Linked DNA regions of Mus musculus: regions 1, 2, 3, 4, 5 and 7 are each linked to region 6. Evidence: chromatin contacts called from public HiCAR-type, Micro-C and promoter capture Hi-C data. All regions are on one chromosome and are shown on one strand. Each heading gives the region's core, a stretch centred on a gene start, on an enhancer-like site or on the middle of the called end of the contact. The rest is flanking DNA. Distances are from core to core; before and after follow the strand shown. Region 1 holds the start of Gnpat (glyceronephosphate O-acyltransferase). Region 2 holds the start of Egln1 (egl-9 family hypoxia-inducible factor 1). Region 3 holds the start of Exoc8 (exocyst complex component 8). Region 4 holds the start of Arv1 (ARV1 homolog, fatty acid homeostasis modulator). Region 5 holds the start of Tsnax (translin-associated factor X). Region 6 holds the start of Coa6 (cytochrome c oxidase assembly factor 6). Region 7 holds the start of Nrp1 (neuropilin 1).

Region 1 (2,914 bases), core at 377-2,876, 1.6 Mb after region 6:
AGTAGTTGTGCTAACCAAACCAAACCAAAAGCTGGGCAGTGGTAGTGTATGCCTTTAATCCCAGTACTTTGGAGGCAGAGGCAGAGGCAGGGGCAGGCGATTTCCGAGTTCGAGGCCAGCCTGGTCTACAGAGTGAGTTCCAGGACAGCCAGGGCTACACAGAGAAACCCTGTCTCAAAAAACCAAAAAGAAAAAAAAAAAAAAGAAAGAAAGAAAAGGAAAGGAAAGGAAAGGAAAGGAAAGGAAAGAAAAGAAAATGGTGTTAACTACTGGCATAGCATGGAAATACCCTTTGAAAGGCACTTTTGTCAAGAGTGGTGGTGTAGACTATAATCCTAGCTCTCTGGAGGTGAGGGCATGAGGAATGCAAGATCCAGAAAGCCTGGGGCTTCACAGCTAGTGCCAAAGCCAGAGAACAAACCAAGAAAATCTTGTTTCAAAAATAATTAATTAAGATTTTTTTTAACTCTCCCCCGAGGATGGAGAGATGGCACAAGGGTTAAGGGTCATTCCTTCAGCAACCACATTGGGGCAGCTCACAATCTGTAACTCAATTCCCAGAGCTGGCCTCTGATGCACCAGACACCTCGTGGTGCACATACACACATGCAGGTACACTCATACACATAAAAATAAGCAAATTCTCACCCCACCCCACCCGTAATTGTGCAAACCCACGGAGTGAAAGCACACGAAGTCTCCACCTTGATAATTGCTCGTGAATATTGTAAGTGACCAACACTCTGTTGGAAACCAAACGGGGCAAACCACCAGTTAAAACTAGAAGAGGAAGGAAGTGGGGGGCGGAAGGGGGTAGTGTAGAAGGTAAGTTGGACAGAAAACAGTGGCAATGGGTATCCTACTCAGAAACTTGTGCAAACATAACGAATAGAAGACAGTAATTTCCTGAGGTTCCAAGTAAGAGTTAAAAAAAAAAACTCTACGCGCATATTGTAGCCGAATATTTTTCTCTCTCAGGAATACTTAAGGTAGAGGGCTGGGGAGAAGGCGGGAGGTGGAGACCCAAAAGTCTTCTCGGGCTAGGTCAGGACTAAGATTACTACTCAACAGGCAGAACTCTAATGCTCCCCTCATGTTGTGTGCGGGGGCTCCCGGCCTGACGGGGAGAAGGGACAGAGGGACCGCCATCGATACAAACTTGTAAAAGCAGACGCGTTAACCGAGGCGCAGACACATGGTTGCCGTGGATACCAAGCCACGTACCCAACTGGGTTAGGACCCGCTCTTTAAGACAAGCAAGGGTCGTGGGCTGGGGACATAGGGATCGGGGAGGGACTGTCCTTCCCGCGACGTTGCCCTGGGCCTTGGTCCTCCCAGGCGCCTACCGCATAGAGGAGCACACTGCTAGGGCTGGCCGAGCCGACCGAGAATCGGGAGCTGGAGGAGCTAGGAACGTCCATGGCGCGGCTGCCGTCCCTGGCGGGGCCTGGGCTGGTCTGCTACACGGCTGTAGTGCAGCCGCTGGGGGCGGTTCTTTCGCACGGGGCGGCTCCCGTCTGCCCAGGACAGTGGCACTCCGTACGGCCACTGCACGGGACCCCGGGCACCGCCATCTTAACCAGGCCCGAGGCCGCGCAGGGACCGTGACGCACGCGCAGAAGCCGCGCCGGAAGCGGAAGTGGTGGGCACTGGGCGGGATCTGGGGGGGTCTCCGTGCTGATTCCCATGGCGGCGGAGCACGATTCGGACTCCGTTGAGCCTCCTGGTTCGGAGGCACTCCTGGACGCCGTTCTGCGGACCCTCTACGACCTGGGTGAGCGTAGCTCCTGGGAGGAGGCGGCCAAAGACAGTGAAACGCATCCCGAGGCGGCGGGACCACGGCCCACGTGGTCTCCTGGAGCCATGTCCGCAAGCGCTACCCTCTCCGGGACCTTCTCCCCCACTTGTTGGCCGACCTTTTGCTCTCCTTCTCACTGTGCAGGAAAATAAAATCAGAGATGGTTACTAAAGGCAGGCCACTCGCAGAAGGACAGGCACTGGCAGGCAGAAGAGCTCACGTTGATTGCCTGACTTTTAGAACCAGACACGTAACAAACGCTGTATTGTTTTTATTTTGGAGCGGTTGCTCAAAATTCCAAGCTCACTTACACGATTAAAAAGCAAAAGCAAGCTGAGAACTTGGAAGAACGTACCAGGTGTACATGTACATGCATTTTTGTGTGTTTCCCTCATTAACTGTCAGAGCAACCCATATATGTACACACATCTTCATAAAGGTCCTCCTTAAGAGCTCGAGTCTCAAGGTCTAGGGCCTGATGTCACATTCTGCGCTGTGTTAGGTTCTTTGTGTCCACCGACAACACTTGGCCTCCGACTTTCACAAGTTTGTTTGTTTGGGTTTTTTTTTTTTTTTTCTTTTTGGTTTTTCAAGACAGGGTTTCTCTGTGTAGCCCTGGCTGTCCTGGAACTCACTCTGTAGACCAGGCTGGCCTCGAACTCAGAAATCCGCCTGCCTCTGTCTCCCAAGTGCTGGGATTAAAGTCGTGCGCCGCCGCCACCACCACCACCTGGCTGACTTTCACAAGTTTTAAGACTAATTTTTAAAATCCTAGATACAGTTGATATTCACACATGCAGGAATTCATTACGGTAGTTACTTCCCAGCTACCTGGACTTTACCTATTCATTTTTATATCTATACTGGCAGAGTTACATTGGCCACAAGTACACAGCTAGTATTCAGAAAGCTCCTGGGCCCATACTGTAGGTCAGTACTGAGGCTTAGACGCCTGATTGAAATTTCAGATCACTGTTGAGAGTCTGAGCAGAAGAAACAAACTGAAGATGAGAAATAGAGTAGAAAGTAAAGGTATTCAAATTAAAGCAATTAAAGTTTAGCTGGATTCCCTTTAAATCCAAAACCGAAGGAAAACAAGAAGAACCCGGACATGTA
Region 2 (2,863 bases), core at 325-2,824, 1.5 Mb after region 6:
AATGGCTTTGTATTTTTGCACTGGGAAGGAGCTCATGTAGTCAGGGGTGGCCTCTGTGTAAGCAAAGATGAACTCAGTCTCCATCTCCCAAGAGCTGGCACTACAGACGTGTGCTACCACCATGTTCAGCTTCAAGATTATTCTCAAAGTGTATGCGTGTAAATGTTGTCGCTCTTACATTTCGGAGTTGTTTGCTTGCAACTTCATTCAAATGGCAGAGCTAACAATTCCCGTTTCTGTGTTCCCCCTGGCATCCAAACAGCAATTTTAAATTCTCGGCTGTCTGTCCCAATGGCTACACTCAAGTATACGACCGTGTGTGTACATTATGACAAATGTTTGCACCTAGGGAGGTCCTTCTGTTTTGGAGGCTGTATGACCATGTCGAACTCCGTAGCCCTGGCTGTCCCAGAACCCACCACATAGAGCAGGTTGGTCCTCAACCTGTACAGCTCTTGCTTCCCTCTCTGCAGCTCCAAATATACCCGTCATTCTCCTTGCCCCGGCCCCACTAGTTACTTACTACAAATCACACGTGGAACCGACAGTCTCTGGTTTGTTTCTCTGAGCTGTGTGTGCAAGTGCGTTTGATCCTGGAACTCACTTTGTAGCCCAGGCTGGCCCCAATCTCACAATGATCTTCCTGCCTCTGAGTGCCAGCATTAAAGCCGTTTACCACCGTGCCAAGCTCTATGAGGTTTGAAGGTTTCATAAAAACAAAGAAACAGCAACTAGTGTGTTCGTCTCAATTTACAACACTGAAATCAAACAAAATGCAGATAACTGAGTTGGCAAAGAGGGCTCACGCTAATCACCTTACCACTGACCAGAAGAGGTAGGAGAATCTACTTCCGAGGACTACCGGGCTGCGTCTCAAGACAACAAAGAAAGCCCGTAATAATCCTCATAATTCTGCAGACACTATTGGCAGATTCTAATGTGAGACTTTAACTCCCTGTGCAGCTTCGTTCACGGACTATGCTCTTGAGAGCTTCAGGCCTGAATGCGGATCTGGAACCGAGCCCTGATTACCTTACTTAACCCAGAGGTCTCGAACCGGAACCGGGAGAAATCTCAAGAGTTTAAGGACCGCAGAAAAGCAAAAACAAAGCAAAGCCAGAACCAGGCCCGGCGACTGCAGGAGCCGGTCCCGGAGCAGGCTGCCCGGGGGGCCTTTGTTGTGCCCTCCGCGGCCTCCGGGGAGCAGCAGACCGGGAGCGCGCAGCGGCCGTCCCGGAGCTTGGAGCGGCCCAGCGGCCGTCTGAGCTTCCGTTTCCTCCTCCGCGGGACCGAGGTGGCCGAGGCAGCCCCGGAGCGCTGCCGGCGGGCCCGGACAGGCAGGTGGAGCTGCGCGCGCGCAGGCCGGCGACGCGCGCCCCGGGCGGAGCCGCGAGGAGGAGGGGAGGGCGGAGGAAGCGGCGCGCCCGCCCGCTAGGCCCGGCCCGCCGCGTGCGCGCGGCCCCCGCCCTCTCCGCCCGCGCGCCGGGTCGCCGGGGCCGTGGTGTACGTGCAGCGCGCGCGGAGCGAGTGGCGCCCGCAGGCCCGCGCCCTGCCCGCCCGCCCCGACGCAGCCGGCTGGGCCCGCCCGCCCAGGGCGCTGTGCGCCGCGCAGGCCGCGCTCTCTCCGGCGCGATGCGGCGCTAGGCGGCCCCGGGCAAGGCAGGCGAGGCCAGGGCGCGCGCGGCCTCCCGCAGCGGGCGGCGGCCCCGGGCGGGCGCCCCGACGGCCCCGCCGCCGCCCCGCTCCCGGCCCGCGGCCCGCCCTGCCGCGGCCATGGCCAGTGACAGCGGCGGGCCCGGCGTGCTGAGCGCCAGCGAGCGCGACCGGCAGTACTGCGAGCTGTGCGGGAAGATGGAGAACCTGCTGCGCTGCGGCCGCTGCCGCAGCTCCTTCTACTGCTGCAAAGAGCACCAGCGCCAGGACTGGAAGAAGCACAAGCTGGTGTGCCAGGGCGGCGAGGCCCCCCGCGCGCAGCCCGCGCCGGCGCAGCCCCGCGTCGCGCCCCCGCCCGGTGGGGCCCCCGGAGCCGCGCGCGCCGGCGGGGCGGCCCGGCGCGGGGACAGCGCGGCGGCCTCGCGCGTACCGGGCCCGGAGGACGCGGCGCAGGCCCGGAGCGGCCCCGGCCCAGCAGAGCCCGGCTCCGAGGATCCTCCGCTTAGCCGGTCTCCGGGCCCCGAGCGCGCCAGCCTGTGCCCAGCGGGTGGCGGCCCCGGGGAGGCGCTGAGTCCCGGTGGAGGGCTGCGGCCCAACGGGCAGACCAAGCCGTTGCCCGCGTTGAAGCTGGCTCTGGAGTACATCGTGCCGTGCATGAACAAGCACGGCATCTGCGTGGTGGACGACTTCCTGGGCAGGGAGACCGGGCAGCAGATCGGCGATGAGGTGCGCGCCCTGCACGACACCGGCAAGTTCACGGACGGGCAGCTGGTCAGCCAGAAGAGTGACTCTTCCAAGGACATCCGGGGGGACCAGATCACCTGGATCGAGGGCAAAGAGCCCGGCTGCGAAACCATCGGCCTGCTCATGAGCAGCATGGACGACCTGATCCGCCACTGCAGCGGGAAGCTGGGCAACTACAGGATAAACGGCCGAACGAAAGTAAGTGGCTGGGGCTCTTGCGACCGGAGGAGGGTCTGTGAGGACCACCCCCCGCCCCCGCAGACCCGGGGCCCGGCGCTCTGTCTTAGCGTGGCTCCTTTTGTCCTTGTACTGTCTGCCACAGTGCACAGTGCAGAGCCTGCCGGAGCCCTGGTCACTCGTGGGGGTCGTTGGGGTACCAGCTACACCGGGTCTGGGTGATGCATCTTATCTTGCCTGTGTGCCTGAGCTAGTTAAAAGCCCCGCGGTTTTTAGCGCGCACCCGGCT
Region 3 (3,138 bases), core at 353-2,852, 1.5 Mb after region 6:
CTACACAGAGAAACCCTGTCTCGAAAAACAAACAAACAAACAAACAAAGAACCCATCTCTTAAAAATAAATAAATAAATAAATAAATCCTGCAAATCAACTTGTTGAGAATCAGGCTTATGCAAAGAATACCTCTACAAGGTCCTTTCTTGGTCTCAGTTTTAACAGGGGCTCACTGAGACGGATGGAGCACATGCCTCCTCTCCCTTCATAGGTGCAGATCCCAGCACACCTGGAAAACAGTCACAACAATGGATTAGGGTCAACGAATACAGAGGAGACAGAACAAAAAGCAAACCTTAGTCTGGCATGGTGGTGCAGGCCTTTAATCCCAGCACGTGGAAGGCAGATGCAGGAGGATCTCCGAGTTCCAGGCCAGCCTGGTCTACAGAGTATGTTCCAGGACAGCCACAGATACATAGTGAGGCCCTCTCCCCTCTCCCCACAAAAAAGGGGGTGGGGGTGGGCAGCAAATCCCTAACAGTTCTTGGGCAAGAACTGTTTCACAAGAAAACGTCCCTGATGGGAGGATGGCTTTCCTGAGTGGGTCACTTGGCTTCAGAGAGTTAACACTTGCTAACCCTCACCCACTGTCACCCTCTCCCCTCCGCACAGGCATACATGGGCACTTCTCCCAAAACAGTCACAGGGCTGGTATGAGGTTAGAAGTACACTACGTCTTAGCCTGCTTTACCTCAAGCTGCTATGTGACAGTGTATGTGCGGGGCAGATTACTATCTCGAATAGGATTTCTCAAACTCTGATAAGGGATCCGGCTGGTTCATCACTGAGGGACGTTGGGCCCGGGACTGGGGAGTGGGCACGTTTCCCGGCGACCTCTCCCTGCGCCGCGAGGCGGGGACACCAACGACAATTTAGCGGCCTGGCCCTTCCCGACGTTCCGAGCCGTTCGCGGACGCACTCACAGGGTCATGCGCACACTCCACTTCACCTCCACCGCCTCCAGCTGACCCCAGAAGAAGCGATCGTTAAACTGCAGGAAGAGCGCCTGCAGGTCTGGGGTGGGGTCCACCAGCTCCCAGGACGCGTCCACCAACGACACGGGCTCCCGCGCCGCCGCCGCGCGCCGCGCCATCTGCACGTCCCACTCCTCCTGCAGCCGCAACGCGACCACCAGATCCTCGTCCATCCCGCTACTCCCACCTCGGCCGCTCCCAAGACGCCGGTCGGGCTCGTGCGGCGCACGGATCTCGCGAGGCCTCCCGGCCCTGCTGTCAGGGCGCGCGGGCTAGCCTCGAACGCCTAACCGAAGGTGGCTCGGCGCTGCCCCGCGGGCACAGGCTTAGGAACGCTGGGCTCGGGCTGGGGACGGCTTTAGGCAGCCGGTTGTCTCCTGACAGCCGCTGAGGTCCGGCGACACACGTCAAGTCTGGTCCGTGCCGGACCCTCCTCTGACTTCCGTGCTGGCTCGTCCGCGCACGCGCCTTAAGACGCTGCCGTTTCCGCGCAGGCGCATTGTCCGCACTCCGCCCCGGGCGCAGGCGCAGTGCGAGCGGCTCGACTCTGGCACAGGCGCAATGCAGCGCTCGGCTCCGGCGCAGGCGTTTGGGTGTTGCTCCCGCCCCGCTTCCTCCGCTGCCTTCTCCACCGGGCTCGGGTGGGGCCCGGAGGCGGCGAGTAACAGCCACTGCGGGCCGCGGGAGCAAGACGAGTGGCAGCCATGTCGGACAGCGGGGCGAGCCGCCTGCGGAGGCAGCTGGAGTCGGGGGGCTTCGAGGCGCGGCTGTACGTGAAGCAACTGTCGCAGCAGTCGGACGGCGACCGCGACCTGCAGGAGCACCGGCAGCGGGTGCAGGCGCTGGCAGAGGAGACGGCACAGAACCTGAAGCGCAACGTCTACCAGAACTACCGGCAGTTCATCGAGACGGCGCGGGAGATCTCCTACCTGGAGAGCGAAATGTACCAGCTGAGCCACCTGCTGACTGAGCAGAAGAGCAGCCTGGAGAGCATCCCGCTGGCACTGCTGCCCGCCGCCGCCGCGGGCGCCTCTGCGGGTGAGGACACGGCCGGCGCGGGGCCGCGGGAGCGCGGGGCGGTCCAGGCGGGCTTCCTGCCCGGGCCGGCGGGCGTCCCTCGAGAGGGTTCCGGGACGGGCGAGGAGGGCAAGCAGCGAACGCTCACCACGCTGCTGGAGAAGGTGGAGGGCTGCAGGGACCTGTTGGAGACGCCAGGTCAGTACCTGGTGTACAACGGGGACCTGGTGGAATACGATGCGGACCACATGGCCCAGCTGCAGCGCGTGCACGGCTTCCTCATGAACGACTGTCTGCTGGTGGCCACCTGGCTGCCACAACGGCGAGGCATGTACCGCTACAACGCACTCTACCCGCTGGACCGCCTGGCGGTGGTCAACGTCAAAGACAATCCGCCCATGAAAGACATGTTCAAGCTTCTCATGTTCCCCGAGAGCCGAATCTTCCAGGCGGAAAATGCCAAGATCAAGCGCGAGTGGCTGGAAGTGCTGGAGGAAACCAAGAGGGCCCTCAGCGACAAGAGGAGGCGGGAGCAGGAGGAGGCAGCAGCCCCGCGTGCGCCACCACCGGTCACTTCCAAGGGCAGCAACCCGTTTGAGGACGAGGATGATGAAGAACTGGCCACCCCTGAGGCGGAGGAGGAAAAGGTTGACCTTTCCATGGAGTGGATCCAAGAGCTGCCGGAAGACTTGGATGTTTGTATTGCACAGAGGGACTTTGAGGGTGCCGTGGACTTGCTGGACAAATTAAATCACTACCTGGAAGATAAGCCCAGCCCACCTCCTGTGAAAGAGCTGAGGGCCAAAGTGGACGAACGAGTGCGACAGCTCACCGAGGTGCTTGTGTTTGAGCTCTCCCCGGATCGCTCTCTGAGAGGCGGCCCCAAGGCTACTCGGAGAGCCGTGTCTCAGCTGATCCGGCTGGGCCAGTGCACGAAGGCTTGCGAGCTGTTTCTGAGGAACAGGGCCGCAGCCGTGCACACTGCCATCCGCCAGCTCAGGATTGAGGGCGCCACGCTGCTCTACATTCACAAGCTGTGCCACGTCTTCTTTACCAGCCTCCTAGAGACCGCGAGAGAGTTTGAGACGGACTTTGCAGGCACTGACAGTGGCTGCTACTCTGCCTTTGTGGTCTGGGCAAGGTCG
Region 4 (2,856 bases), core at 7-2,506, 1.7 Mb after region 6:
ACCAGCATCAGGAAACACAAAACTCCTCCTATTCCTTCGGTATCACTTATCAGCCAGATGTTCGTGCTGTAGATGCGACAGGACAAGAGCTCTCCTTCCCCAGAACTTCATGGGCTCCAAGAAGCTAATCACCTGGAGCCACTCACAATCCTCTAACCTCAGGGACCTGACAGTTTAGAAGGCTAAGACAGCATGCCATCTTGCCATCTGAAGACTGTTACAATGAGAGGCAGTGACCTCTACCCAAAGAACCTCCTTCTACTACCCTGTGTCCATCCATCCTCACATAGGGAGCACGCTGACTTCCTCCATCAGTGGACCTGATGAATCAGTGAGTCCTTTCCCACCAGAACTCTCTCCACTGCTTCCTCCTGCCTTCACTTAAGAGTATAAAGAGGAAACACACAGAGAGACATTCATTCTCTCCCTCCCTCTCTTTCTGTTCTGGACCTCCTGCCTCCATCTCCCAATTGCAGGGATTACAGGCGTGGTGCTGGAGCCGGAATCTAAGGCTGCCCTACATGGCGAGCAACATCCCCGGCCGTGGTAAATGCTTTCCATTTCGGTTAAATTGTTGTATTATTTACTATTAAATTGACAAGTACCCCGATAAGACACAGTTTTCTTCTAAGAACTCTCTACAGTACCAGACCTCAAATACTGCTTCCATCTCCTCAGGATCAACAAGAGAATGACACGCTTCCTGCTACAATTCCTATTTCCTTAGTGAATCACATCTCTCTCCATCACTCGTTTATTCGCTTGAGACACACACTCTCTCTCTCTCTCTCTCTCTCTCTCTCTCGCGGCAATCGAGGCTGGAGTCCAACTCGTGATTCTCCTCCTGCCTGGCATGCGAGTGGAGTGCTGGAGTCATAGAAATGCGCCACCACTCCTGGGTGCCACAAGTCTTAGAACATCTATGGCCTAGGCAGTCTTCAAGCACATCCTTGCTTTCTCTTTCACACCATCACAAGGACCACTCCTCCCCCACGTGCTCAAGCTCCCAGGCCTCGCCCCGGACCACAGCAAGTTCGGATCCGCCTTCCTAGCCGCGCCCCGCCCCCCGGCGCGCTCACGCAGATGGTTATCTTGAGCACGCCGTGGCTGTAGTCCCGGTACAGCTCCTGAGCCTCTCGGTTGCACTCGATACAACGATACAGGCAAGAGGAAGAAGTCGCCGCTGCGCCTTCCGTGCCTTTCCCGGACCGCGTCCCCCTACGCCCGCCGGTCCCCATGGCCACTCTAGGGCTCCTGCTTCCGGCCGCTGGCGGAAGACGCCTGGACTGGCCTTGGGAGGGGCACCCAAGGGCTTACTGGGACTTGTAGTCCAAGCGCTGAATGAGTGCTTGAGGCTAACAGGGCGAGGACTACAACTCCCAGCGGGTACTGCGGCTGCGCGCCGCGCCCACCTGCCCGCGGCGGGCAGAGCAGGGCCGCGCCTGCGCCGTGCGGGAAGATGGCACCTGCCGGCTGCGGCTGCGGCTGCTCGGGCAGCTTGGGTGCTGCGGTGGTGCGGCCGCTGCTCCTGCTGCTGGGGGCGCTGGCCTGCGCGCGGGCCACCGAGCACTACTCTCCGCTGTCCTTGCTGAAGCAGGAGCTTCAGCACCGGCAGCAGCAGGAGGCCCCGGCGGGCGGCGGCTGTCCGCAGTCGGGGGACTGGGCGGACCAGTACCCGGAGTGCGGTGAGTGGGCCGAGCCGCCCTCTCCCTGGGCCGCCCCTGCCCAGCGTGGAAGCATCTGGGAAGTGGGGGCACCGGGGATGGGCTCAGGTGGGCGGCGGGGATAAGGACCTGCCTGGAGGGTGCCTGCTGGCGTGCACGGGCCAGGAAGTCAGACTTCTTTCTGCTTGCTCCGGTAGGTGATTTGCCCGATCCCCACCTCAGGAATCCAATCTTGAGAGGTGCAAGCAGGTTGGATTTGCGGGGTGACATGAGCACTGACCCGTGCTCCTCAGATGTACCCCCAACGGTAGAGAGAGAGCTTCAGGCCTGATTCCTGCGTGCATTCCAGCTGCTCAGGCTCATTCATTGGTCAGGCTCTGGGCAAAATGCACATGCTCTTTCTGTTTTGAGTTGTACAGTGGGCGTTTTTACCCATCAGTACCCTCTCCACTCTCCCTTCCCCTCAGTGGGTGTCCCTCCGACTTGCCGTGGGGAAGGTCTGGGTCTTCTATACCTAGTAGCAGCTGGCTGATAATGCCTTTTAAAACATCCCACCAATGTTCAGCACCATATGCCTACCCAAACACTACCTAGTTTCTTAGCTGAGATGCAGTCTCAAGATTAGTGCAATCTGACTTCCTTTGAGCACCATCTGACTTCTTGGAATGGCTTTTGGACTTATTTTGTGTCTTGGCTTTGCCTCCCAACACTGTTGCAGCTGATGTGGCCAGCATTCCTTAGTGAATCGAATGACCATTGTTAATGTCACCTCCTGATTCAGGGCAGGGGGTTACCTGTCTGTGAACTTGTCTGTAAATAGGAGACTCCGTTTACTTGACTATGAGGTTTTGTTTTTGAGAAAGGGTCTCTCTGAGCCCAGGCTGGCCTTGAACTTGCATTTACCACGATCCTTCTCTACAAACCCTCCAAGTTGGGCTTACAAGTGTGAGCTTCCATGCTCAACTTTACAGACAGATTTTGTCTTAACCACCAAAGGCTCTTAGTAGGAAATGCCTCTCTTCTGTTTGTCCCAATCCTGGACGATTACATGGAAGTTGGACTCTGTGACGCTTACCTCAGGCACCTGTCCTAGACTGTGGGGACAAATTCAGGACAGGCAAGTAAGCGTGTCATAGCCGAGGGGCTATTCTCATCAGTATTTACAGCCCCCATACCACCAACACAATGGTCT
Region 5 (3,045 bases), core at 86-2,585, 1.4 Mb after region 6:
CAGAGGCAGGTGGATTTCTGAGTTCGAGGTCAGCCTGGTCTACAGAGTGAGTTCTAGGACAGCCAGGGCTACACAGAGAAACCTTGTCTCGAAAAAAAAAACAAAAACAAAAAAGAAAAAAACACAAAAACAAAAACAAAACTGTCCACACATTAGCTGGGACCCTTCTCTTTACAAGGTGCAACCTAATTCTTTCTTCCTAAATATGAAGCAGTTTTTACTTTGCGTTACTTTTAGCAAATGCAAAGTGGCAAACATCTATATCCCAAAGCCCTTGACTATGGTGGCCTATATTAACATTAGTAAACAGTAAAAAGTCCCACATAAAAAGCATTAAATGTTAAATAATATGGAAATATCTGCCACATTCTTACCAACTGTTCTGTATGTAACATCATCTTCACACTTACCATTTACTAGCACATATATTTATATTTAGAGTGTGTTAGATTGGTTACTAGACTGGCAAGACTTATTTTGAGGTAGCACTCTGCATAGAACAGGAACTATTAGTGAATCTCGTACATACATGTACACTGGTATTCTTGTTCTATTAACTTGGTCAAGTTATCCTGATATCGGAATGTTTAGAATACAGATTTTTTTTTTTTCTGGGCAGACCTAGCACCAACACGAAACATTCAGGAAAACTAAGCCTTACATCGGCATGGACTAAAGGCTCCCTAACCGACCCCACACCCGAACACTACGGCGACACGATTGTTACGGTTATGGTTCTAATTCTCCTAATGGAAACTTACATTTGAAGGCCAGCATCACCGGCGAAGACAAACTGGCATCCTTCCCCTCTCTCCTTTGGTTATGTGGGAAGGTGTCATGCTTCCTCTTCCTGAACCCTCCTGGTCCTTAGGCAGAAAAGAAGAGATGGATGGAGCCCTTGCGATGCCGCGCTAGCACAGCCCAGGCTATCCCCTTCGTCCCCCGGTACCCACAGGGCTCGACCTCTCCAGCCACACACAGGTCCCCAAACTCGTGCACTGGTGCAGGGGTCGCACAAAACGCGGCTTGAGACCCCAGGCACCCGGCTGCGCTCTGGGTCGGTCCGCAGGGTCCCCTGGGGGCGTGCGATGGATGGCACGGTGACAGCCGAGCACAGGGGCCAGGCCCTGCCAGCCCCTCCCCTCCACGCGCCGGCCCCGCACCTTCTTTGCCGTTCATGGCCGCGGGGCCTCGGCTTGCACGCGCAGGGATCGCAGCCGCCGGGCCAGCTCAGCGAAAGGCCGTCGCGGGACGCCGCGCTGAGCCCGTGGGTGACAGCGCACACCACCCTGGTCGCAGTAGGCGGCCGCCGGAAGCGGATCCTTCACGCAGCCTCAGCCGGGAGCTGCGTCCGCCGCGGAGTCCCCTCGGCCGCACACACTTCCGGCCCGTGTCCCACACCGCCTGGGCGGGCATGCGGGCGGGCGCGCTCCTGCAGCAGCGCACGTTTCCGGCCGGGCTCCCGGCGCGCTCCCTGTGCTGCACATACTTCCGGTCTGTGTCCCGGCTTCTCCCACGTCCAAGTGCCTACCCGGCGCTCTCTCTCAGTCGCGCATGCTTCCGGTGTGCCAGGTTGTGGTGCAAGCCGTTGAGTGCCTACCTGAGCTGTGTAGTCCTGTCGCGGGCAGCGGCCTCCTGTCCCCTCGCCTCTCTGAGCAGCCTCCTGCGTCCATGCATGCCCTTGGCATGTGCTGGGTGCGTGGCACCTGGAAGTGTCGCAAGGTCTTCGAAGAGAAGCAGCTTTGGAATAGATGGAAAGTTTGGTCACATTGTCAAGCCCTAAGGCTGTTGTTTGAGCACATGCTACCTCACCTAGCTAGTACCATTCCTTTGAGGCTTCCAGCAGCCCATTAGAGACCATGCTCAATTAAGATTACTTATTGAACAAAGCCCAACATCTTGAGTCAAGTTCAGCCATGTGCATGTTACAGACATTTTAGTCACACAGTCTGTTCTTGTTAACTTAGGAACAGACACACTTATGGAAATGATATACGTAGAATTAGCCAGTGAAGTCAAGGCCACAACAGCATCACAGGAGGGTCTCCCAGCTCAAAAATCAGGCCATAAGCTGTCACCATTGAATCAGCAAAAAGCTAGATGGTTTGGGCAGAGTCCTGCATGAAAAGGCTGTGGGGGAACAACAATGGATGAATGTTGGACACATAACCATCTTGAATTTCTGTGACTTCTGAGCCCACATTCACCAGTTGTCTTAGCGTTTGTATTCCTGCACAAAACATGACCAATAAGTTGGGGAGGAAAGGGTTTATTCAGCTTATACTTCCACATCGTTATTCATGCCAAAGGAAATCAGGACAGGGACTCACACAGGAAGGAACTTGGAGGCAGGAGCTGATGTAGAGGCCATGGAGGGGTGTTTCTTACTGGCTTGCTTCCTCTGACTTGCTAAGCCTGCTTTCTTATAGAACCCAGGACCACTAGCCCAGGGATGGCACCACCCACAATGGGCTGGGCCCTCCCCCCTTGATCACTAGTTGAGAAAATGTCTTACAGCTGGATCTCATGGAGGCATTTCCTCAAGGGAGGCTCCTTTCTCTGTGATAACTCCAGCTTGTGTCAAGTTGACACACAAAACCAGTATTCCACTATTTTTGACGATGTGGGGCTACAGGGATTGCTCAGTAGGTGAAGTACTTGCCCTGCAGGCATACAGGACCCAAGTATCACCGAGAACCCATATAGAACATCACTGAGGAGATGGAGAGATACAGATCTTTGGGGCTTGCTGGCTAGCAGGTTAGAGGTTCTGAGCCAGTGAGAGACCCTGTCTCTAAAAACTGAGAGGTGAAGAACACCTGGGGAACGATATCTGCTATTACTCTCTCTCTCTCTCTCTCTCTCTCTCTCTCACACACACACACTCAATACATGCATGCATGAGACACATGCATGAGCAAAAACAACAACCAAAATATGACCTGACCATGCTTTAAAAAAAAAAAAAAAAAAAAAAAACCTCCTAGGATATCAATGTCTTACTCTAATGTCCCCCGGGATTCAAGAACAGCAGTAGCTGGGACC
Region 6 (2,863 bases), core at 267-2,766:
AGCATATGATATCCCTCACATTTTGTGGCAAATTATTGTAACATCTGTCAGGATCAATGCCCCAAGAGACAATTACATTTAAAGGTAATTTAGGCATTCCATCCCAACTTAAATGGGGTGGGACAAGCCATACCTTCTACAGGACTGATTGATCAGAACGGGAGTGACTACGGAGAGGTTTGATTGCTGCCAGGTCTGTCTTTAGCTCTCTCTACTCTTAAGCTCTCTTAATCCCTTGCCCTCTTCTGTGACTGACATAACACCCTGGTGACAGGTGAAACCTTCTGTAATGTTTTAACAGACCACTGGCTTCCACCAACCAGAAGGCTTCCTTTGCTGTAACAAACTTACCTTTTGTTTCCACCGTTTGTTCTGTTCCATAAGACTGCATAAAACTTCTGCCAAATGGTATCTGGGGAAAACCTCATACTCTGTTCCTGAGCCAGTCACTCATATTTGGCTACAAAACAGACTAGCCCTTGAAGCGAGAGCAGTATTTTGGTGTTGACAACAGCTTGTCCAGAACTCAGCACCTCTTAGGGTGTTTCTCCTCCCGAACCTGTGGGTGCACCAGCCACCCTGAGCTGTGGTTCTCTTGTCCCTGCATAGCACATGCCCACATCTTTCTCATAGGACCGCTGTAGAGCAGAGTACACGTACACTTCAGGATCTTAGTTCGAATCCTCCACTACAGAGGCTGCTTCATCCTGGAGAAATGTTTCTCCTCTGATGCATGACTCCCGCGGCATAAATCTGGATGCAAGACCTCCCAAGGCTGAATTTAAAATCCCAGCGAATGAATCCAAGTGTCTCTCTCAGAACACATTCCCATGATCCTCCATCTCCTCCCCACCCTCTCATGCACGAGTGTCTTTGGACACACCTCTCAGTCTTTATAGGAGTCGACAGAGGCTGGGACAAGGCGAAGAGAGGGAAGAACTAATACTGAGTGAGCCAGACTGCTTAATATGACCAGGCTCTAGGGGAGGAGCTGTGAGAAAGGCTATGGACGCCTGCAGAAGTCACAGCGCTGTACCACCAGGTCCCTTCTCCAGAGTCTGGTAGCGCTGTCATTTTCTCCAGTAATACCAACTAACTGGTGACTTCCAACGCGTGACCTTGCTCCTCAAAACCCACCCTAAGGTGAGGGTGCGCGCAGGGATGTGTTGCACCCCGCGGGACTTACCCACTGCTGGGGGCAGCTGGCCTCGAACGAGCTCCTCAGCTTCTGGCACCGGGCCGCGTCCTCCGCGTTGTCGTCCAGGCAGCGCCAGTACAGGTCGCGCGCACCCCAGCATGCCTGCCTTTCCTTCATGGAAGGGGCTGCCATTCCTGCCTGCAGTGGTCACGCGGGAAGCCACGCAACATGCGACCGGGGCTCAGCCTACGTGGGAGAGCGGTGTGGACTGTGGTTCCCGCACGGCGGTGTCGCCCCGCAGGTCCACCGACTGCACAGGGAAACTCACTGCGAAAGTACCCGCCGCCGATTGACCTGCCCCGGCCTCCGTTTGCAAATAGAAGGGCGGGACTTCCGGCCGAGTCCGTTTCTCCGGCGGATAATTTCCGGCACCAGGGGCGTGGCCTATGGGCGGAAACTAATATCTGATTGGTACCGCCCTCTGTAGCTGCGGCTGCCCTGATTGGCTGAAGAGGGACCCGGAATTGGCGGAGGCGGCCGAGCCGGCACCAAGCTCCGTTCTCAGAGTGTGGTGAGAAGGGGATAGCTCGCCGGAGAGCGCCGACTCTGGGTGAGGGTGAAGCTGAGGTTGGCCATGCTAGAGGTTCCCTGTGCCTTTTATCAATGTCAGGTTATAAAAAGGTATCCGGGCGTGGTGGCACACGCCTTTAATCCCAGCACTTGCGGGGCAGAGGCAGGCAGATTTCTGAGTTCGAGGCCAGCCTGGTCTACAAAGTGAGTTCCAGGACAGCCAGGGCTACACAGAGAAACCCTGTCTCGTATATTTATCTCATTTTATCGATATGGCTGCAATTATGACTGTGCATAATGGTACATCAAGAGCAGACATGAATGAAATGGGAAATAAAAGCAGTGATGTTCGCAGCCAGCCACAGCTGTCTGTATATCTCTTCCCGACCGTCATAATCAAGAATTCATTGGAAACTGAAATAACAGTAGCAATTTCAGTAGTGAAGTTTAGCTCTGTAGATGACAAGAAAGTGAGGCTCTTATAAACAAATGAAGTTTAGCAAAGTGTACAGTTTCTAGAGAGATGGTGCTAGTAGAAATTTAAATTTGCACTGAAAATCCTTCTACAGACAAATTCCAGATAGTTCCTCCAGGAGGTTCCTCTCGACTTTTACTAATTAAATTCTACCTGTATTCTTGCTACTGTTAACTTGTACTAGTTACAGAACCTCCCCAACTCTGAAATAACAAACTCCTTGGAACTCATTGATTTATAAGAGAGAGGAAGAGGAGGGAGAGGGATAAAATGGTGTGATAATGCTTTATATGTCTCACTTAACTAAGAGGGTTTGCTGTAGAAGGATTAATGTACATGATTATGGGAGCCATCCAAGACTTTGTTGAAGGTGTTAGACATTATGCATTGTATGTTCCCCAGTGTCTTGCCAATATATTAAAAAAAAAAAAAAGTCCTATTCAAAACTCTGGTGGACCTGTATGAGAAAATATGATTTAGGGGTTGAAAATTAATTTTTAAAAATTTATTATTTTGTATGCATGGGGGTACTACATGCATGCAGCCTTGAAAAGGTTTTTTTTTAGCCCCACTCATCTACACAAACCCAAACAGCATCATGAAATGGACAGAAAAGACAAGTTGCAGTGCAGGCATTCACTATACCTACAAACCGTAAGACATAGAAACCCTTTCCTTCT
Region 7 (2,914 bases), core at 153-2,652, 1.9 Mb before region 6:
TTTTCTCCTAATTACTTTGATTGAAATCTGAGCCAGACAAAGTAAACATTTAGCTATTAGTTAATAATAATGATGAAGATCTACTGTTCCGATCAGCCCTTGCCTAGCCTTCAGCACCTTTCCAGGGGACGTGGAACACATTTGTACCAGATCCCATTTTAAACACACTCTTTATGTTCCAAGGCACTGTTTATACCCAGGACTGCCTTTCATTTACTTAACAGTGAGTGGTTTTAAAAGCCAACTGGAAGCTGCAACAGGGTTACGAATTCTCAGACACGCTGGTACCTCACACTGAATAGATCCAAAGCCTTTATTGACAGTGCGACTTTCATTCATACTTCAGACTGATCACAGACGGTTTACAAAGGCAGCGGAGAGTTCCAGCGCCAAGACTGACCGCTATCTCTCTGTGTCGCCCACCAGAGGAAACCGAGCAGGGGTGTTTTGAGGAGAACCAGGAAGTCCTCCCGGTGAAGTGTTCATTAACTCTCAGCAGCCATCAGATTTTTGAAAGGGAGTCTCATTTAATTGCCTCTGGGAGGAAACATTATTAAGATAATTGGTGTGCTGATCTGGGAAGGTAGGCAGCTCTGTCTCGAAACAGAGGCAGGAGAAGCCAGCAACCAACTGGAGCAGGGGGCCGAGGGTTTGTGGTCCTCCTGCCCCAGACGCCCTGACTTCTCCGTTCCTTGCGCAGGCAAGTTTCCTGCGCCCGGCAGCCGTGCGCGCGTCCCGTGGCTGGGGCTGGAAGTCCCGTGGCTGGGGCTGGAACCCCTTCGCCCGAGGGGACTCGGCAGCCCCGGGCACTCTGGTTGCTCCCGTCTCCGGCTGTCACTTACCGCTGCGGAAAGCGCCCGCCAGGGCGAGGGCAAGGGCGAGCGTGGCGCACAGCAACGGCAGCCCCCTCTCCATCCTCCTTCGCCAAGCCAGTCCCCAGGCAGCCGCAGGAGAACACGATTGCGCGGACGAAAAACCAGCAAACGATAATCTTAACAATCCGAAACGCTCTTAAGTCCGCCTAAGAACCAGAAAATCCTCAGCGGGTCTTGGCGGGGAAGGCTAGCGGCGAGGCAATGCCTGAATTCGCGAGAAGCGCTTTTCTTTTTGTGTCTCAAGTCGCCTGCATCCTGTCATTTAGCTCCGATTTCCTCTCCCTTTTCCCACACTTGTTCCTCTTCCAGGAGCCACTGCCCGGGCCATGTCTCAGGAAGAAGAAGAAGGAGGAAAAAAAAGAGGGGAGGAGTTGCGAGGAGGAGGGGAGAGGGCGGGCGACACACCAAAGCCAATTTCTAGAGGGAAAGAAAAAAAAAATCCCGCTTGATTCTGGACGGGTTGGAGCCGAGGAGCTGGCGCCCAGAGGAGGTCCGGGTTGTCTGCGGGAAGGAGAGAGAGCAATGAAAAGATGAGCGGGAGAGCAAGGACTTTCTCCACTGGCACCCGCCTCTCTCTCCGACCTCCCCCTCCCTCCCAGAGCCCTTCCCTCCCTTCCTCCCGCCCCCTCCCCGCACAGCTCTGCCAGTGATTGCCTGGCTGGAGATTCAGAGACACAAGTTTCTCTCCGCGTGCTTTCCCGGTTGGTCCTCTGGGCTCCCCCCTCCACCCCACCTCCGGGTACCCTGCTGTGCTCTCCGCGGGAAGAAGGTCACTAGGGAGCAGGTTGTCTGCGCCCAGAGCGCAAGGTCACGTATGTGTGTCAGAAGGGGCAGTACAAGTGGTACCAGCCCCAGTGGCAGGCTAGTCTACCTTGACGAGATCTCTGCACCCCAGAACTGAACTAGGCTGCTCGTGTAGGCGAGGATCCTGGAGTCAAGGAGTTCCGAGAGACCGGGGTTAGCTGCTACTTCACGGAACTCCTAATCCCTAGGTACCGGCGCCCCCGGAGGCGTGGATCGCGCTGTCAGTCCCCGCTTTCACTTCCTGGGTGTCAGCCTGAGGTTTGGGGCAGGAAGCAGTCGGGCGCTCCAGGACGCTCCGAGTAGGACTTAGACTAAAAGAAGAACGCCTTGGTTGTTCTGCGAGACACGCTGTTGATCTTAGAGAACTGTGACCCAGTCTGCCACGTAAAGCATAGGCAGACTTTCTTAGAGCACGGACCCTGGCTGCAGCGGAACAAGGTCTCCTCGCCGTGCATAAAGGCGAGGATGGGTACCTGATACCCCCATCCCCACCCCTGACGCTTCAGGCTGCATTGTTCCCCGAGATTTGGTCCCCTCTTCTTTGGGGTTACATGAGCTCGGAGGATGGATGGTGGCGCGCCTTTCAGCTAGGGGGCAGCCGCCAACAGTCGCAGACCAGCCACGTAGAACTCCAAGAATCTGAATCAGGGGTCGAGGGACCCATTTCTGTGCACACCGAGGGAAGGATAAGACTGGCAACGACCCCTTGTGAGGGTGACAGGATGATCTTTGCAAGGGTCTCCTAGTGCCAGGTTTAGATTACAGGCAATTGTGTCTACTGATCCTCCAGCCTCATACGCCACCCACTTACGAGGTGCGTCCCTGGTGTCTGCCCAGTGCCTCCCCTCCCCCATGTAGTCCGGTTCCATCCTCGAGGGCTTTCCGAGAACTGCAGCAGGTGGCTTTGGTTTATGAATAGCAAGGACACCCAGGGACATAAACTGGTTGAGGCTTCTGATCAAGTACATATACCGGGCTCAATGACCTCCGAAGGAGCTGGTGGGTAAGGTGAAAAGGTCATACGCCTTCTGGGAAGTGGCATTTATAGACATACTGCCACCACAGAGACTGACTCCTACCTGGTACAAGGGGTTGCAAAGATTTGGGAATGCTGGCAAGGAGACTCTGGTCAAAGGTTTTGGCTGAAAAACTAGGGTCATTCAGGGAGAAAGATCGCTCAGGACACTGGTGCCCTAGGCCAGGACTCTGCGTTGGATGTCTGGGCTGGGCGCTGA

The links. Promoter capture Hi-C pulls out the DNA fragments that hold promoters and counts their contacts. A called contact is a pair of places that touch in the nucleus more often than the background predicts. HiCAR-type assays count read pairs that join an accessible place to other places. Capture Hi-C pulls out chosen DNA fragments and counts their contacts.
Region 1: a contact with region 6 is called in a HiCAR-type map of astrocytes, with 2.3 times the contacts expected there. The contact joins the promoter of Gnpat here to the promoter of Coa6 in region 6. A contact is called at or near these places in 2 of 39 promoter capture datasets (liver and pre-B cells) and 1 of 115 datasets of contacts at active chromatin or transcription factors (astrocytes).
Region 2: a promoter capture Hi-C map of embryonic stem cells shows a contact between it and region 6, with 2.4 times the contacts expected there. The contact joins the promoter of Egln1 here to the promoter of Coa6 in region 6. A contact is called at or near these places in 3 of 39 promoter capture datasets (embryonic stem cells, liver and pre-B cells) and 1 of 115 datasets of contacts at active chromatin or transcription factors (astrocytes).
Region 3: a Micro-C map of the G1E-ER4 cell line shows a contact between it and region 6, with 8 times the contacts expected there. The contact joins the promoter of Exoc8 here to the promoter of Coa6 in region 6. A contact is called at or near these places in 3 of 39 promoter capture datasets (embryonic stem cells, liver and pre-B cells) and 1 of 484 Hi-C or Micro-C datasets (the G1E-ER4 cell line).
Region 4: a contact with region 6 is called in a promoter capture Hi-C map of adipose tissue, with 2.3 times the contacts expected there. The contact joins the promoter of Arv1 here to the promoter of Coa6 in region 6. A contact is called at or near these places in 1 of 39 promoter capture datasets (pre-B cells), 1 of 115 datasets of contacts at active chromatin or transcription factors (embryonic stem cells) and 1 of 9 other capture datasets (adipose tissue).
Region 5: a promoter capture Hi-C map of liver shows a contact between it and region 6, with 4 times the contacts expected there. The contact joins the promoter of Tsnax here to the promoter of Coa6 in region 6. A contact is called at or near these places in 3 of 39 promoter capture datasets (embryonic stem cells, liver and pre-B cells).
Region 7: a promoter capture Hi-C map of embryonic stem cells shows a contact between it and region 6, with 4 times the contacts expected there. The contact joins the promoter of Nrp1 here to the promoter of Coa6 in region 6. A contact is called at or near these places in 1 of 39 promoter capture datasets (embryonic stem cells) and 1 of 115 datasets of contacts at active chromatin or transcription factors (astrocytes).

Annotation. Positions count from the first base shown.
Region 1 is chr8:124,861,745-124,864,658 of GRCm38.p6, reverse strand. Gnpat (glyceronephosphate O-acyltransferase) reads right to left here and starts at 1,626. Exons shown (of 16, transcript NM_010322.3): 1 at 1,347-1,626. The coding sequence starts at 1,421. It overlaps 2810004N23Rik (RIKEN cDNA 2810004N23 gene), which reads left to right and starts at 1,630. Exons shown (of 7, transcript NM_025615.2): 1 at 1,630-1,774. The coding sequence starts at 1,687.
Region 2 is chr8:124,947,965-124,950,827 of GRCm38.p6, reverse strand. Egln1 (egl-9 family hypoxia-inducible factor 1) reads left to right here and starts at 1,574. Exons shown (of 5, transcript NM_053207.2): 1 at 1,574-2,595. The coding sequence starts at 1,774. Gm46060 (a long non-coding RNA gene) reads left to right here and starts at 2,603. Exons shown (of 2, transcript XR_001778719.2): 1 at 2,603-2,863.
Region 3 is chr8:124,896,169-124,899,306 of GRCm38.p6, reverse strand. It overlaps Exoc8 (exocyst complex component 8), which reads left to right and starts at 1,602. Exons shown (of 1, transcript NM_198103.2): 1 at 1,602-3,138. The coding sequence starts at 1,681. Sprtn (SprT-like N-terminal domain) reads right to left here and starts at 1,413. Exons shown (of 5, transcript NM_001111141.2): 1 at 926-1,413; 2 at 132-231. The coding sequence starts at 1,149.
Region 4 is chr8:124,720,566-124,723,421 of GRCm38.p6, reverse strand. Arv1 (ARV1 homolog, fatty acid homeostasis modulator) reads right to left here and starts at 1,256. Exons shown (of 6, transcript NM_001368372.1): 1 at 1,080-1,256. The coding sequence starts at 1,238. Ttc13 (tetratricopeptide repeat domain 13) reads left to right here and starts at 1,450. Exons shown (of 23, transcript NM_001373939.1): 1 at 1,450-1,685. The coding sequence starts at 1,460.
Region 5 is chr8:125,011,331-125,014,375 of GRCm38.p6, reverse strand. Tsnax (translin-associated factor X) reads right to left here and starts at 1,335. Exons shown (of 6, transcript NM_016909.3): 1 at 1,164-1,335; 2 at 762-866. The coding sequence starts at 1,179.
Region 6 is chr8:126,421,154-126,424,016 of GRCm38.p6, reverse strand. It overlaps Coa6 (cytochrome c oxidase assembly factor 6), which reads right to left and starts at 1,516. Exons shown (of 2, transcript NM_174987.4): 1 at 1,187-1,516. The coding sequence starts at 1,330. Gm51604 (a long non-coding RNA gene) reads left to right here and starts at 1,647. Exons shown (of 2, transcript XR_003947620.1): 1 at 1,647-1,748.
Region 7 is chr8:128,357,561-128,360,474 of GRCm38.p6, reverse strand. Nrp1 (neuropilin 1) reads right to left here and starts at 1,402. Exons shown (of 17, transcript NM_008737.2): 1 at 843-1,402. The coding sequence starts at 915. A930035F09Rik (a long non-coding RNA gene) reads left to right here and starts at 2,238. Exons shown (of 3, transcript XR_879381.3): 1 at 2,238-2,914. Mir1903 (microRNA 1903) reads right to left here and starts at 1,234; the gene lies at 1,155-1,234.